2 separate regions of the Danio rerio genome follow, and region 2 is linked to region 1. The links are chromatin contacts, called in public Hi-C maps. All regions are on one chromosome and are shown on one strand. Each heading gives the region's core, a stretch centred on a gene start, on an enhancer-like site or on the middle of the called end of the contact. The rest is flanking DNA. Distances are from core to core; before and after follow the strand shown. Region 1 has its middle 19 kb from the start of lrrc73. Region 2 holds the start of mea1 (male-enhanced antigen 1).

The links. A called contact is a pair of places that touch in the nucleus more often than the background predicts.
Region 2: a Hi-C map of hematopoietic stem cells shows a contact between it and region 1, with 4 times the contacts expected there. The contact joins the promoter of mea1 here to the enhancer-like site in region 1. A contact is called at or near these places in 6 of 18 Hi-C or Micro-C datasets (embryo, hematopoietic stem cells, skeletal muscle and 1 more) and 1 of 4 datasets of contacts at active chromatin or transcription factors (caudal fin).

Annotation. Positions count from the first base shown.
Region 1 is chr13:3,903,472-3,908,360 of GRCz12tu, reverse strand. No RefSeq gene overlaps it. Among named protein-coding and RNA genes, the nearest start is that of lrrc73, 19 kb to the right of the region's middle. Within about 2 kb of position 2,055, at least 5 of the 62 cell types and tissues checked have an H3K27ac peak or open chromatin away from gene starts, as enhancers often do. A contact at or near this core is called in hematopoietic stem cells, where this site is marked.
Region 2 is chr13:4,157,805-4,162,122 of GRCz12tu, reverse strand. mea1 (male-enhanced antigen 1) reads right to left here and starts at 2,885. Exons shown (of 4, transcript NM_001431065.1): 1 at 2,801-2,885; 2 at 1,322-1,613. The coding sequence starts at 1,606. dnph1 (2'-deoxynucleoside 5'-phosphate N-hydrolase 1) reads left to right here and starts at 4,097. Exons shown (of 4, transcript NM_001163199.1): 1 at 4,097-4,318. The coding sequence starts at 4,184.

The DNA of each region.
Region 1 (4,889 bases), core at 806-3,305:
GAGAGACATGCACGTCTTTAATCCAAGGTGACCCTCGGGCATGTGTGTGTGTGTGTGTGTGTGTGTGTGTGTGTGTGTGTGTGTGTGTGTGTGTGTGTGTGCAAAGACTTCACTGACCAATCTAAGAAGAAATGTCAAGGTTATCCTCCAACCAATGCTTTCTGCCTAAAGCTGACGTCTTTCAAGCCATTCATATGATCGTCTAACCTTCAAGATGTCTGTAATATGTGCTTCTTTTGCCTTTCATCTGATGTTTTATTTATCTGAAGGCCAAATACACAGGATTAGAGGCCTTTGCCTTTCATATGAGCCACTTCTGATACCAAAAGATCAACTAGAAGTCAAGTTATTATTTGCTGTTCCTAAAACGTGGATAGGCGACAAGACTATAGTCAGGTAGTGTATCCATCAATGACAAAAGCTTGTTTGAGATTGACTTGACATTTACATCTATTTCATATTACTGATTTATGTGTAGAAAAAGTATGCTTATAAATGAGCTTCATAGTAAGCATGCCTGTTTATGAAAAAGGAACGTTATCAGCACCATCCCTGCTAAAAAATCCAGCTTAAACCAGCCTAGGCTGGTTGACTGGTTTTAGCTGGTCGACCAGGCTGGTTTTAGAGGGGTTTTGGCCACTTCCAGGCTGGTTTCCAGCCATTTCCAGCCTGGTCTTAGCTGGTCAGGCTGGAAAATGACCAGCTAAATCCAGCTAAAACCAGCTTGACCAGCCTGGTTTAAGCTGGACATAGCTGGTTTTGGCTGGGCTCCCAGCCTGCTAGGCTGGTCAAGCTGGTTTTAGCTGGTCATCTCCCAGCCTAACCAGCTAAGACCAGGCTGGAAATGGCTGGAAACCAGCCTGGAAGTGGCCAAAACCCCTCTAAAACCAGCCTGGTTGACCAGCTAAAACCAGCCAACCAGCCTAGGCTGGTTTAAGCTGGATTTTTCAGCAGGGATGTTAATATCAAAATTACACCTTAAAGAAAATCTAAACCCCCCCACCTGGTCACAAACTAATTCAGGGACGATGCTTCAAATTTTCAGGTCATTTTTAATCCATTTGTTTATAAATGCACAATTAGAAGTGCTGAAGACAAGAACTTTGAGACCATCATCTTCCACTGGATTGCACAAAATTGTCTTTATAAATAATGTGGTCTGTTTCTCCATATGAAATTGAACAAAAGTGTATCCACCTCTTTTATGACTGACTGTGGAACATCCATAGATATATACATCAGATGTCGCCTGGCTTATTGTTGTCTATTGGACGGAATGCGTCAATAGCGCCGCCATTTTGGTACAGAGTAGCGCTCCTTTGAAATGAATGCAGGACCAAGGTACAGTGGAGGACTGTGGCCATCCAAAGCCAGAGATATACACATATATATATGATCGGGAGTTTTCCTGGATGTTAGTATGTAATTTTTTTTTCTAATTACGAAAATTATAATTTTACATCACTTTTCTACATTGATGGATCAGTGATCGCACTGGCATTCGTGACAAAAAGCTTGTGTTTGTGTGTACAGAAATGTACTATCCACCCTCCCTGTTAAATTTGATCTAATCCGTGTCCTGAAACACAGCTCCTCTCCTGCTTTCACTTCTCATACTGACAGAGGGAGCGATTCGTTTGTGAATGAATTCCCCGAACGACTCTTTCACTAATGTTAGCCGACAATAACACAAGTTTCTGGCAGCGCAGCATCTCGTTGTCATATTTCTTTTGCATTGTTTGCTGATTTTATTCAACAAAACTAGCATAAGCCGAGTGTTTAGTGCGAGTTGGAGCTGCTTTGCCTTATGGTGAATGCAGTAAGTGACTGTTATCATCAATAACGTTACCTGATTAGCACAAAAGTTCAGAACATACAAACACAGAAAAAAACTTAATATTACCTATGAAATGTTCTGCATTTGTGCTTTGTTTTCTTTGTTTGCTCGTTACAACACCCATAGACAGCGCTAAAGTCCACCATCTTCACTCTTGACTAGTGCGGTTGAATGACATTTGTCCTGGGAGCACTGTACCAATGTGGCGGCGCTATTGACGCATGCTCAGGGTCCCTATGCGATATCTAGTGTATATATCTATGTGGAACATCTAATGCAAGAGACGTGTGTGTGTGTGTGTGTGTGTGTGTGTGTGTGTGTGTGTGTGTGTGTGTGTGTGTGTGTGTGTGTGTGTGTGTGTGTGTGTGTGTGTGTGTTTTATCAGGTGATGTGTGTGTATTTATTTTGTTTGCCGGCATGATGTTACTGGAGTTGGCTGTGTCACCGGCGCGGCTGTGCTGATGCGGGAGCGCCCACTGCTGGTCAAGAGAAGGAGAAACAATCACACACACATATTTATGCACTTCAGCAAAACTGACCACAGCTATTTGATGTTTTGTCGGAAAGTATCCCCGCATGATTGCGTAAACGAACAACATGAGGCTATTTAAAAAGAAAGGTTCACCGGAACAATTACCTCATTATTTACTCTCAGTCGAGCGGTTTTAAACCCTTTATGAGTTTCCTTGCTCTGTTGAACACTATGAAGATATTTTGAAGAATGATGGACTTCTATAGTTATTCTTACAATGGAGGACAAGTTTGTGTTCAACAGAGGAGAACATTATATATTTCTAGCCAAATATGTAATGCTTTAATGTTGTGCCAAAACGTAGTGATCATTTCATAACTGTCTTTTCAATCTTATAGTTGAAAAGGCTTTGTTGTCGCAGAGTTATTTTTAAATTTTATTTATTGGTATTGCATAACAAGAATGATAATATACAAAAGTAGAGAAATTCCTGCATTTTTAGCAGTAAAATTTATTTGGCGATGTGGTGGCGCAGTAGGTAGTGCTGTCGCCTCACAGCAAGGTGGTCGCTGGTTCGAGCCTCGGCTGGGTCAGTTGGCGTTTCTGTATGGAGTTGGAGCGTGTTCTCCCTGCGTTCGTGCGAGTTTCGTGCGAGTTTCCTCCGGGTGCTCCAGTTTCCCCCACAGTCCAAAGATATGCGGTACAGGTGAATAGGGTGGGCTAAATTGTCTGTAGTGTATGAGTGTGTAATGATGTTTCCCAGAGATGGGTTGCAGGTGGAAGGGCATCTGCTGCGTAAAACATGTGCTGGATAAGTTGGCGGTTCATTCCACTGTTAATTCTGAAACCAAACTGTTACTCAGAAGCAGCATTTTAAAAGCTTCCTGGCGGGCCGGATGAAAGTGTTTATGCATGTGGCCCACAGGCCAAAGTTTGCCCACCTCTGCCCTAACAATATGCAAAATGTCGACTTTCACGGTTAGTGGCGGCATCTAGTGGTGGTTTGTGGAACTGCTCTGAGACTGAGATAAAATACAGGCTTGCTGCAACTTTTATTTATTTTTTATTTATTTAACATCACTATAAGGCAGTTTTGCGAGTATAAAATGGTCTGATTCGAAAGTCTTCAGGTGACTATTAAACTGCTAAACATTTGATCAGATAGATGTCAATCTGTGCTTTTTAAAATACTATTGTATGGGTTTAGGGGAGGAGGAGGGTGGGTCAGTCATTCGGTCAAACAGTCAGTCGACAGCGGTCTCTGGCGGATTTACAAGAGAACAGCAGGCACGAGAGAAATGTGAGATCTCAGAAAGCGTATACAGCGGCCGCTGGTGGATTCATTCATTCATTCATTCATTTTCTTGTCGGCTTAGTCCCTTTATTAATCCTAGGTCGCCACAGCGGAATGAACCGCCAACTTATCCAGCAAGCCCTTCCAGCCGCAACCCATCTCTGGGAAACATCCACACACACACTCATACACTACGGACAATTTAGCCTACCCAATTCACCTGTACCGCATGTCTTTGGACTGTGGGGGAAACCGGAGCACCCGGAGGAAACCCACACGAAGGCAGGGAGAACATGCAAACTCCACACAGAAATGTCAACTGAGCCGATGTTCGAACCAGCGACCTTCTTGCTGTGAGGCGACAGCACTACCTACTGCGCCACTGCCTCGCCCTGCTGGTGAATTCGTTAAAGCAAAAAACATAGCTCCTAGGACGTATTTGGCGCTCTCCAGAAATGTATATAGGGGTGCGTTTTCAGAATGAGCCTGGGCTGGAAAAAACACAGCCATTGACTTCTATAGTATTATTAATATTAATATTTTAATTTTTGCTCCTACAATGAATGCCAATGGCTGTGTTTTGGTGTGTTGTTGTTCACATTCTCTTCTTGTTTTGTGTTCACCAGACGAAAGAAGTTCATAATAGTTTGCAACCACTCTGAATGAGAGTAAATAAGGAGGAGTGCGTTTTGTGTGAACAGTCCCTTTAACCTGTAGATGATCCCAGACTACTTCAGCATTTCTGTGCTCTGTGCACAAATCTCAAACAATCCAGATTCTCATACAGTCCAGACTAATGACTATTTCATCATGCTGAATGCTTTAGCACAGTCCTGTCAGAGCAGAGGATTCATTACAGCATTACCCACTGGAAAACCGGCCTCCATTTGTCTCAGTTCTTTAGCGGCTCGCTAGATTGATTTTAAAGGCTTTTCATTAATTATAGACAATAATCTCCGCTTTTATTATTCTCCTTTTCTGGCAGCCGCTGCATATGAGAGGAGACAAGCCGACTGTACTGGGTGTCCGTTTCTGCATTTGATCCCTGGCCGGAAATAGAGTCATGGAAGGGAACGGTAGATGTCATTTACCTGAGGAGGGCTGAATACGTTATGGAGCCAAATAATTCTTTCTGCTAGTTATGCAATGTCAGTGCATGAAAGAAGCTACAAATGTATAGAAAAAAAGATAATGCATCCAGTAATGATGGAAATATACTTTGTAAAGGAATTCTTCTTTTTATGAACTTACAAAACATATATATACAGTAGTGTGAAAAAGTTTTG
Region 2 (4,318 bases), core at 1,636-4,135, 250 kb before region 1:
TGTATAAATGTACTTTTGCTATTTCCAACCACAGTTTAAAAATGTAAATAACAAGCTTTAATGCTTTATAAGTCGCGCAATTTAATTTAAAATGTATTGCCTAACTGAACTAATATGTGTGACGTACAAGCAGAAATGGTAGCAAATTAGTTTAGGGTTAGAAGGTTGCATTTTCATCATTAAGCTGTGGTCACACTAGAGTTTGTGTGTAAAATTCTGTTGTACGTCGCTGCGACAAGAGGCGGGATTAAACAAGATGATTAGACCTTAAAAAAAAGCGAATGATTGCTCCATGTTTTAAATTTCTGTCCAGAGAGGTCATGTTTTGATCCTTGATTGGTCTCACGCAGTCAAGTGATGCGATTTCGCAAATCAGAGTTCACCAAGCTTGAACTTTGCACCTCAGCGAACTGCGAAACTTGACGCATGACCCTGTATTTCCGGTCTGACGCATTCGCGTGTGTATGAAAGGAAGTCTATGGGGAGAAAAGTCAAGTGTGGCCGCAGCTTTACACCATGGAACTTTTGCAGCCAAAATCAATACATTTCGAAATGCATTCTGAGCCAAAGGTAGATCAGCAGTTTCTGAAATACTCCGAGCAGCCCGTCTGGCACCAACAACCATGCCACATTCAAAGTCACTTAAATCACCTTTCTTCCCCATTCTGATGCTCGGTTTGAACTGCAGCAGATCATCTTGAGCATGTCTACTTGCATAAATGCATTGAGTTGCTGCCCTGTGATTGGCTGATTAGAAATGTGCATTAATGAGCAGTTTGACAGGTGTACCTAATAAAGTGGCCGGTGAGTTTATAGTTAATTTTAATGCTTAAGTTGCAAAATTAAAAAGAAAAATGTAGCATACTAGAAGAAATGGTATCAAAATTATAGTTTAGAAGGAGTAGGATCGAATGTTCATCATTACACCGTTGGATCTGGAATGTTTTCATTGTGTATCTTTATTTCGATGTATATTTTAAAATGCATTCAGAGCCAATGGGATGGCAAAAAGACGGTGAGTTAAATGTATATTGGTTGCAATGACACTCATGATTAAGATGTTTTTAAAATATACATTTTCAATTGCTACCATTTCTGCTTGCGCACAGTAATTCAATTTGCCATTACATTTTTCATTTAATTATGCAATTTGTGTAGCATTAAAAATAACAGGTGCTTTACCAAACTGTGTTTGGAAATAGCAAGTGTAAATGACATGACTGAAATATTTATTCTGCACGTCTTGCTCATTTAAATACTCTTAATATATTGCATCTGACATTTCAAGATGAATTCTGCTTCCACAGATCAGCAGTAATACCTCTATTCTCTCCTGGACGTCCTGCAGCTGTTCTGCAGTGGTGCCCTCATCGGCTGGCTCTGTGTGCGAGCCGTTCACCCCGTCTGGGTCTTGATTCAGAGGCTGATAATAATATCCAGCGCTGTCCTGATCTCCAGCACCTCCTTCATCCTCCTCCTCCTCCATGTCCTCTCCGCTCCACTCCTCCGGCACGGCAGCGTCTAAAGGCCGGTCCTGCACCACATCCTCCTCGGAGTTCGGTAAGATTCTCTCGGGACCCATTTCTCGGGCCCTCGCCACTTCCATTCAAGGGCTGCGAACAGACACAATATTGAGACATAAGAAAATTCTTATCGTAGTTTAATGTGCTTAACATCGACCAAACTTTCAAAGCTTGTAATTATTATCAAAAAACTAGCCGCTAATTCACAAAGTGTATAACATCCAGTGATCTATAAAGAATGGCTATTAGTAATGATTCTTATATAGTAGTTTCATGAGTTTCTTCTGTTGAACATAAAAGAAGATATTTAGAAAAATGCTGAAAACCTGTGGCCATTGACTTAGTATTTGTTTTTCCTACTATGGAAGTCTGGTTACAGGTTTCTAACAGTTTTCAAAGTAACTTCTTCTGTGGTTAAGAGAAAATAGAGAGTCTTAAAGGTTGGAGAGCCACTTGAGGAAGAGTAAACAATGAGTCAAGTTTCATTTTTGAGTGAACTCTCACTTTAATGTGGCTCGAGTTAACTCAACAACCAGCAGTGGTGGAAAGAGTACTGAAAAATCATAAGTAAAAGTACCATTACTTGCCTAAAAATGTAGTGAGAGTTGAGTAAAAGTAGATGTTGTAAATATTACTCAAAGTATGAGTAAAAAGTAGCCCTTTCAAAAGTTCATATGAGTAGTGAGCATTACGCTGTGAAAAGCTGATGTGTTTACATGTAATTTGTGGTTGTGTGTAAACGTAACATTCTGTAGTCCATATTGTAGTTGATAGTCATTGGCTGCTAACGTTAATATGATTACCATATTTAGATTTAGCAAAAAAATACTTTTCTGAAAGGAAAAAGTCTGAATAAGCGAATATAAAACCAACTTGAAGCTATTTTCAATAGACTTCTATGAAGGAGAAAAGACTTAATGCGCTGTTATACACTTTATCTGTGGACTCTGCAGTAGTTAGCGTTAATTACAGTAACGTTTGACAGAAATGTTGGTTGCTCTGATGTTTTCGCGCATTAAACGTTTTAGTTTTAACAATTATATTAAATTAATATTTTAGGAAATGTACTGGTAGATGTTAAAACACTGAGGTGTTAGGAAAAAGTGTGCATGTGCAATTTAACATCAACCTGTTAAGGTATGCTTATGCTATAACATCATGCTAGCCTAAACACATTTCATATCATTTCAGGGTTTTGACACACGAATGCGTCTTTTTAGCATTACGAATACAATTAAAAGCAAACTATAAGATAATCTCTGGCTGTTTCCTCTTACCTCTTGATTCTTTCGAGCTCTTTTATTCGTTTGTTTTCAGCTGATGCATCTGTATCCGAGAAGAATCTATTTGTTTCCGGTGTTGCGCAGTGATTGCGTCACGAAACGTCAACACGCCAAGCGACGTATCTTGCGTAAATTAAAATACTCGATTTTTTTATGCTTTTTGACAGTTTGTTTAAAATTGTGACTACCTCATGTGAATGTGCAATATATAATGCATATAATTATGCATTAACATATCATGAGTTTATGATGGTTTAATTAGGCACAAACTGATGCATTAATTACCAAACAAGCATGTACTTGTAATTAAGGTAGTCATTATTCACACATGAACTCAGGTTGTAGTTAAAGTTAGTTCATGAGTAGCACATTCATTAACTCATCATTAGTTCATAATAAAGTAATGTTTAGTTTACATTATTGCATCATTCATGTACTGTCAATGTAAAGTGTTACTTTAAAAAAAATTATATTTTTATATTCATGATATCAGAAAGCTTTATTACTGTAAGGCAAGACAAGGCAAGTTTAATTATATAGCACATTTCATACACAGTGGCAATTCAAAGTGCTTTACATAAACAAGCATAAAAAAGACAAGTTTAATAAAAAACAAACAATAGAAATAATTAAAAACAGAATAAAATGTGTTAAAACAGGTTATATACTGTATGCACTTTGTTCTGCAGTAAAATAAGTCATGAATACATCTTTTAGGTGATTTTTTTTATTAAATAGTTAATATTCCGTCTATATATTGTATAGTAATAGAGGGCATATATGAATAAGTAACTAGCAATGATTATAAAAGCTTTCTCAGGAAATAGAAAAATAACTGCATAATAAATGTATTTTAATTTAATATAGCTTTATTTCTATGTGCACGTGGCGTATTATTGTTGTTGTGATTGATGTGATTCTTACAGTGAGCTAATGAACGAACAAATAAATGAATGTAATGTTGAATGAAGCAATTGTTGTTATGTAGCCGTCATTTGTTTAATTTTTTCTACATTTAAACAGTCGTTTTGTGTTATTTTCCCTTTTTCTGTGTATATTTTTGTACATTTGACAAACTAAGACATAAATAACCTAAAATAAACAATACATTTTAATTATGTTTTCTTTTTATGTTTTTTTCCTTCTCTAGTTAAAGAGATTTACGAAGAGGAGTAATTATTTTTTAATAAATTCTAACGTCATGAAGTGTTGTAATATACAAGCGGCCGCACGGTGGCGCTTTTCTTCGTGTGTCTGTGTACATATGCGTGTTTGCGCGGGAAATGACCTGCAGTTTATCTGAACTTCCCGTGAATGCTGTGCTGCTGAGAAAAGCACGCTTGTATCACAGAAGAAAGACGAGGACTCCTGCAAATTATGAACATATACTTTTGCGGAAGCATTCGGGGAGGGCGACAGGACGTGGTTATTTATCAGACAATAGTGAAGAAGTTGCAGCAGTATGGCAATGTTTTAACCGAGCATGTGAGTTATGACAGCCTGTCTGACAAG